2 separate regions of the Mus musculus genome follow, and region 2 is linked to region 1. The links are chromatin contacts, called in public HiChIP or PLAC-seq maps. All regions are on one chromosome and are shown on one strand. Each heading gives the region's core, a stretch centred on a gene start, on an enhancer-like site or on the middle of the called end of the contact. The rest is flanking DNA. Distances are from core to core; before and after follow the strand shown. Region 1 has its middle 14 kb from the start of Gm36597. Region 2 overlaps Gm46770 (a long non-coding RNA gene).

Evidence for each region. HiChIP or PLAC-seq counts read pairs in DNA pulled down with a chosen protein or histone mark.
Region 2: a contact with region 1 is called in an H3K27ac HiChIP or PLAC-seq map of the NIH/3T3 cell line, with 5 times the contacts expected there. The contact joins two enhancer-like sites. A contact is called at or near these places in 5 of 484 Hi-C or Micro-C datasets (adipose-derived mesenchymal stem cells, embryonic fibroblasts and uterus) and 2 of 115 datasets of contacts at active chromatin or transcription factors (the NIH/3T3 cell line and fibro-adipogenic progenitors).

The regions. Positions count from the first base shown.
Region 1 is chr2:148,182,980-148,186,268 of GRCm38.p6, reverse strand. No RefSeq gene overlaps it. Among named protein-coding and RNA genes, the nearest start is that of Gm36597, 14 kb to the right of the region's middle. Within about 2 kb of position 1,383, at least 54 of the 459 cell types and tissues checked have an H3K27ac peak or open chromatin away from gene starts, as enhancers often do. A contact at or near this core is called in the NIH/3T3 cell line and embryonic fibroblasts, where this site is marked.
Region 2 is chr2:148,520,563-148,523,762 of GRCm38.p6, reverse strand. Gm46770 (a long non-coding RNA gene) reads left to right here. Exons shown (of 4, transcript XR_001783504.1): 4 at 3,070-3,125. Among named protein-coding and RNA genes, the nearest start is that of Gm46770, 40 kb to the left of the region's middle. Within about 2 kb of position 1,477, at least 136 of the 459 cell types and tissues checked have an H3K27ac peak or open chromatin away from gene starts, as enhancers often do. A contact at or near this core is called in the NIH/3T3 cell line and embryonic fibroblasts, where this site is marked.

The DNA of each region.
Region 1 (3,289 bases), core at 134-2,633:
GGTGCTGGGGAGTGAACTCAGAGCTTCATGTATGAACATAAGCACACTACCAACTGAGCTGCATCTCAGCCAGACCATTTTCATTCAGATTTCTTTGGTAGTAAGACCTACTATGATGAGAAATCACAGCCACTGATAGATGTTTAATAAGCGATGAGTAGTGTTTTTGATCTATGGTGTTTCATGTTATGGATTATGTTTTAAATTTATCTATATGAGTGGCTTGTTCCCCTAAAGACATTATGAGCCACATTAATCCTGTATATTGTCATTCTTTATCCTAGAATAATGTGCGATCCTTCCTTTTTGTGGCAGACACCACTTTGGTTCTCAATAACCACCACTCCGACAGAATGAACACAATATTCTATTTTTTTCTCTCTATTGTGGGGTAAATAACTTTCCCTGCACTACTGAGCACAAGTATAAAGAGATGTGAACCAGAGATCTCTGAGTTGTGAACTCACCTGTCACTAGGAGTCTTTAATACTTCCTGTGAGATTATTATAATGATGGAAAATGTACTTCACTACTGGCCTTGACCATGTCACCTAATTCAGTCAATGAGCAAGCACAATGTAAAATCAGAGGCCTCACAAACTTGTGTGCAGGGGATGATGTCATTCAGCTGAATGAGGGGCTCAGAGGAAGACTAGCCAGACAGCCATAACAGAACAGAAAGAAAAAGAAGTGGAATGTAGTAGCCCACTAAAGATTGGCTGACTTGTTAGGAGCAGTGGCTCAGAAACCAGCAACCGTGTTTTTGCAGGTGGGATGACTGGGAGTCAGTATCTCTGGCTGTTGGCAGGTCTACTTGTTATCCTTGCTATCCAAGGGCTTAGATACTGCTCCTCCAAAGCATCGGGGACACACTGAGAAAGACCCACTAGACATTCTTGCTCAGAGTATAAGCACCTTCAGGTCTGTGAGACCAGAACAACCAGATGCTGTCCTTGGCTCCTCTGGTGCCTCACACTTACCTCTGGAGTCAAAAAGTGTAACCCTCTAAAGAAAAAGCACATGGAATAGAAGGTTGGTATTAAAAGCAAGCTTTTACCACCAAGTCTCCATGCCCTATGACTCATCCAAGAATGGCTCCTCTCACATTCCTGAGATGCCCATGGGCTGGAACAGGATAGACGTGTTCTTGTGAACTTTCTTATCAGAAGCTTGTGTAATCAGCCCTTTCTCTACACTTGGAAAGGCACACATCACCTCTTGCCCTTTAGAACTTCCAGCCCACTTACCATTTCCCTTTACTTCCACGGTCTTCACGTCATGGTTTGTGGACACCCACAGGAAACCCACCCTCTCTGAATATGACTTTCACTTCATCCTGTACAGTCACCCTGCTGAGCTGTGTCATAGGAACAAGACTCACAAGCATGCTTGCCAGAGCACGGGACCATCTCCCTAGTCGTCATCTCCTATTCATTCCTCATCTCCTCCTACTCTCTGTGCTTTGCACACACGGAAATATAGGAGAACTCAGGGCTGCTCACACATTCTCACAGCAGATGCACACACAGAAAACTGGATGTGGGATATGTGTCTACTCAGAGACCCAGGAAGGGAAGCCTGACCATCCATTACTGACTGCAGTTTCCCACTACTGTCCCAGATTTTTGCAACGTTCATGTCTCTCTGCTAACTCATCAGTCCCCCAAGTCAATGTTCTAGCTTGGATGTTCAATGCTTTCCTGCCTCTGGGAAGCTAATATGGATTACTTCCTAGAATCTTCCCTAGGAGGGAAGTGTGGACAATTTTCTAGAAGCTGAAGCACAATGCACCATTCCATCACCAACCTTGGTTTCTGGACCCTTCACAACTAGCAGTTTGGGGCTAGGTTTGCTATAATTCTCTTACCTCCTTCTGCTTCCAGATAGTCCCATTCAGATATATCCAGGCACTCCAACCCAAACTGCTGAAACCTTGGTTGGTTTCCAATTATCTTCTTGACACAACCTAGAGTCATCTGGAAAGGGAGTCTCAGTGAGGATTTGTCTAGAATACGTGGACCTGTGGGGGATTTTCAAAGCTGCCTTAGATGAGGCCAGAAGACTCACCTGGAATGTGGGTGGCACCTTTTCATGGACTGGGCTCTAGAATGAGCGACAAGGAGAAAGTGGGCTAAACACTGGCATGCATGAATTCATTGTTCTCTGTTCTTGACTATGGATGTAATGTGACCAGGTGCTTCTTGTAATATTAGAGTTGTGGCCAAATAAATGCAAACTCCCTTAAATTGTTTTTTCCCCTTCATGATATTTTGTCACAAGAACAAGAAACAAAATCAGGAAGCTCCTTCACCACATATTAATCCGAGCAGCAAGCCCCAAAGAGACAACTTCAATGGGTATCGCATACCTGCCCACCTCCTCTCCACATCTGTCCATGCTGCATAATCTACCTCAAAACCCAAGGTCACATTTGGCTACTGTAACTGCCTTCTTTCTGCCCTCCTATACCTAGCCTCTGATTCACTGTTTTACACATAGCATAAAAATAATCTCTTCAAATTGGGCCACTATTAAAGCAAGTACTAACCACCTCCCCTCTGCTCAGAGGGAGCTCCAGTGTTCAGGAGTCTCATAACCTCTCTGTAGTCAGGCCCAGATCTACCATTGGCCTCTCTCTCTGCTGTGTGTGTGTGTGTGTGTGTGTGTGTGTGTGTGTGTGTGTGTGTGTGTGTGTGTGTGTGTGTGTGTGTATTTAATGATGATGATGATTTGTCAGCCTTCTGGTCACACAGAAACCTCAAATGTTCTTTTCCTCAGTCTCACTTTTTCCTGTCCTACAGATAACTCCTACATATGGTTCTAATCTCAGTTAAATTCCCCATTCCCTAGATACCTCTCAAATACTTCTACTGCAGGGAGGTTTTGTGCCTCCATGGTATCTTTTACTAATTCCCAGATCACTTCTTGTACTTCTTGTACAAGATCCAGCCTGTCCCAGTGTCCACTGTGTACCATGTGCCTATAGAGAATGAGTTCAAACCAAAGACCCAGCAGCTTAGGCTATGCCATCATAACTTCCCAATGACTCAGGGTGCCAGGTGTGGTGGCACACATCTGTAACCCCACTACTTGGAAGACTAAGAAGGAACCTGTAAAAAAAATTCCAAAACCCAAAAGTCAAACAAGTAGATAGACATGGGATGCTCAGTGGAGGTAGTAGTTGGAGGGACAAGACTTCCAGCCAGCAGAATCAGAAGAGCCAAGACCCATATTCCCTGCAGGAGGGAAGTATGTGTGATCACAGGTGTCAGGGTGGTCTCTGAATTTA
Region 2 (3,200 bases), core at 228-2,727, 340 kb before region 1:
CCTTATCAGAGTAGGAGAAGGTGACAGTCCATGCACATTTTGTCTAGGAGCACAGACATGTCCACACGAATGGAAAGCTGGGAGACTCCAGCTGTGTTGATTCTGAGGTCTCGTGGGATGGACTGTAGGATTACACCACAAGATCTCAGCCCTCCAACCCTATCCTCATGGGAACCTTTGGGAGTCACAGTGTGGAAATAAGAAGCCATTAATAGGAAGTTGGGTGCAGCTTATGGATGCACAGGCTACCCCATCTTCATCTTCACCCGACCTCAGTGTGAGGAAGGTAGCATAAGCCTGCTAAGTGGTCTGAGCTCTGCTCACAGATCCTGTATGCTGGGACCTCAGAAGAGAAAATGTTGTCTTTGGGCCATGGCTTCCTATCTTGTTTATTCAGTTGGTAAGAGAAAAGCCAAAGAAGACATGAGAGGCACACCCACAGGTTTAAAAGACTGAACACAAAACAGAAAAGGACCTGCCCTGTGTTCCCTAATATTAAAGCCAGGGCAGAGAGAGATGTGTGTGTGTGTGTGTGTGTGTGTGTGTGTGTGTGTGTGCGCACATATGTCTGTTTGTTTTGCATCTGTGTATTGCTTTATTTTTTTGGCATTCTGCCTTTTCCCTACAGGACTTGAGAATGAAGAGGAAGCAGAGAAAAATAGTCAGTGTTAAACTGGTATTTGGAAATCAGTAGTTTCAGTGTGTGGTGCTGGATAGAATGCAGAATGTAAGTCTTTATATTAAAACATAATTCAGTTCTCTGGGGACTTAAGAGAAATGCAAATTCCTCGGCCCACCCTAAATTCAGTGATTTGTATACATGCTCAGTTGCAAGGGCCACACTTCTAAGAATAAGGAAACTCTCTTCTTTAAAACAGATACAGCTCGCTGGGTGTGGTGGCGCATGCCTTTAATCCCAGCACTTGGGAGGCAGAGGCAAGCAGATTTCTAAGTTCAAGGCCAGCCTGGTCTACAGAGTAAGTTCCAGGACAGTCAGGACTATACAGAGAAACCCTGTTTTGGAAAAAACAAACAAACAAACAAAAACAAAACAAAACAAAAAAACAAACTAGCAAAAAACCAAAAAACTGGTACAGCTCTCTAAAATGAGGCAGCAAATCACTTCTCTGGGGGGCATTCAAAAGAAGACCCAACAGCCATAAGCCACATGTATGACTAAAAAAGTGAGCACACCCAACAGAGTTGAAACCCCTATCTGGTTGCTCTTTTATTTAGCAACTATTGAGCAATAGGCGACAGGAAGAGAAGAATAGCAGATGTCACATGCTTCAGAAACTCTAAATCCTAGCATCCTCCTCCCTATGCTATGCCCCTGCCTGCTGCTCCTTGTTTTGACTACCAGACTTGGGTCAGTCTATGTGACTACTGACTGTGGTATGGCTTACTGTGGTCATTAGACCTCCCCACAAACCACTGCTTTCCTGCATGCCGCTGCTTCATACCCAGAAAAGGAGCATAGAGGAAGAAGCCATGACCCCTAAACGCCTGGAACTCCAAGTGAGAGGACTGAGGCAACTTCCTGGGCCATGCACAGTGACGCTACTTTCTCTGTCTTTTTGAGTCATGTCTTGTCACCCTTGCGTCACTGATTACTCAGCTGGGCTAAGAAATCCTGGGCTTGTATTTCATTCATAGGGAGAGGTGGGGTTAGAGGAGAAAGCTGCATGCCTTACCATGAGTTTGGTCCCTTGGGCACAATCCCTCAGGCAAATGGATGTTCCAGATTCCTGAGGCTTAGCACTTAGGGTAGATAGGGAGCAGGGAGTAGCTGTTTCCATTTACTTAAAAACATGAGCTATTATGCAAGTGAGGCACATTTGTTGGAGGAAAATCAGCGGAAGTGAAGAAATGAACCCAAACTCTAATCCTCACAACAATGGCTGAAAATGGGTTAGCAGGAAAACTAGCCTATGCATATCTGTCTCTGTCTCTCTCTTTTCCCTCCCTCCCTCCCTCCCTCCCTCCCTCCCTCCCTCCCTCTCTCCTTCCCTCCCTCCCTCCCTCCCTCCTGTGTGTGTGTGTGTGAGAGAGAGAGAGAGACAGAGACAGAGACAGAGACAGAGACAGAGAGACAGAGAGAAACAGACACACACAGAGACAGAGAGAGAGTAAATGTATGCAAATTGGGGCAATAGGAGAATCATGCTGTAATGATATTTTTCTCCATGGAAAGTTTTGTGAATATTTTTCAATTTGCCAAATCCATTATAAAGCTATGGAGCATTCTGTTAATCTTAATGTTTAATTTTCTAAGACTATAATTACTTCTGTGCCTGTATGCATCTGCATTATAAATACTTATGTATGCATATATTACCGTGTTCCTGTGTACATGCATGTGTGCCTATGTGCACATATACATGTATATATCGAGAGAGGTCAGAGGTGGAAGTTGGGTGTCTTCTTCAACCACTCTCTGCACCTTATTACTAGAGGCCGGGTTGCTCACTAAATCTGGAGTTTGCCAGTTTGGCTAGACTGTAGTCAGTGAGCTCCAGGGATCCCTCTGTTTCCAATGCTGGGATTACAGGTGTGTGTTCCCATGCCTGGCTTTTCACTTGTGTGCTGGGGATCTGACATCAGGTCCTGGTGATTACACAGTAGCCATTTTACTGACAGCAGCATCTCCCCAGCTTCATTTTACTTTTAAAGAAATCTTTGTAAAGTACCTCACGTACTTCTTTGCCTTCTTTCCCTCCTGTTTCCAAATCAGAAGCTGGGAATGTGACACAAATTTGTCTGTGGCTGCTTGGGGACAGCTATTATTTTTTTAAACCTAGTGAAAGTAAAGTTGAAAAGAGGAAGTGGCTTGGCAGAAAGAAAAGATATCTGGACTAGACATCAACAGTGACTCTGGTCATACTCAGGTTAGCTCTGGCCCTTGGGTACATTCTGGAACTATTCCTGCCTCTGCTTCCCTGATCTAATTAGGACTCACTTGGAAACACCTCTAGTCCCCTGTGGTTATGAAGAACATTCTTAAGCTTGCTACCTGCAGGATGGGTCCAGGGTGGAATTCTTGGTTATGACATCGTCTTCAATGTTTAGCAGAACCAGTCCACACCAGCAGGTGCCCTTTGGAGAAGACGGGATCCATTACAAAGGTAAGTTCATCACATTTCTTGGGGGACACGCTAAGGATGTAGGTTCCTGGGTCCAGCGCTGCTTCTCCAGATTCA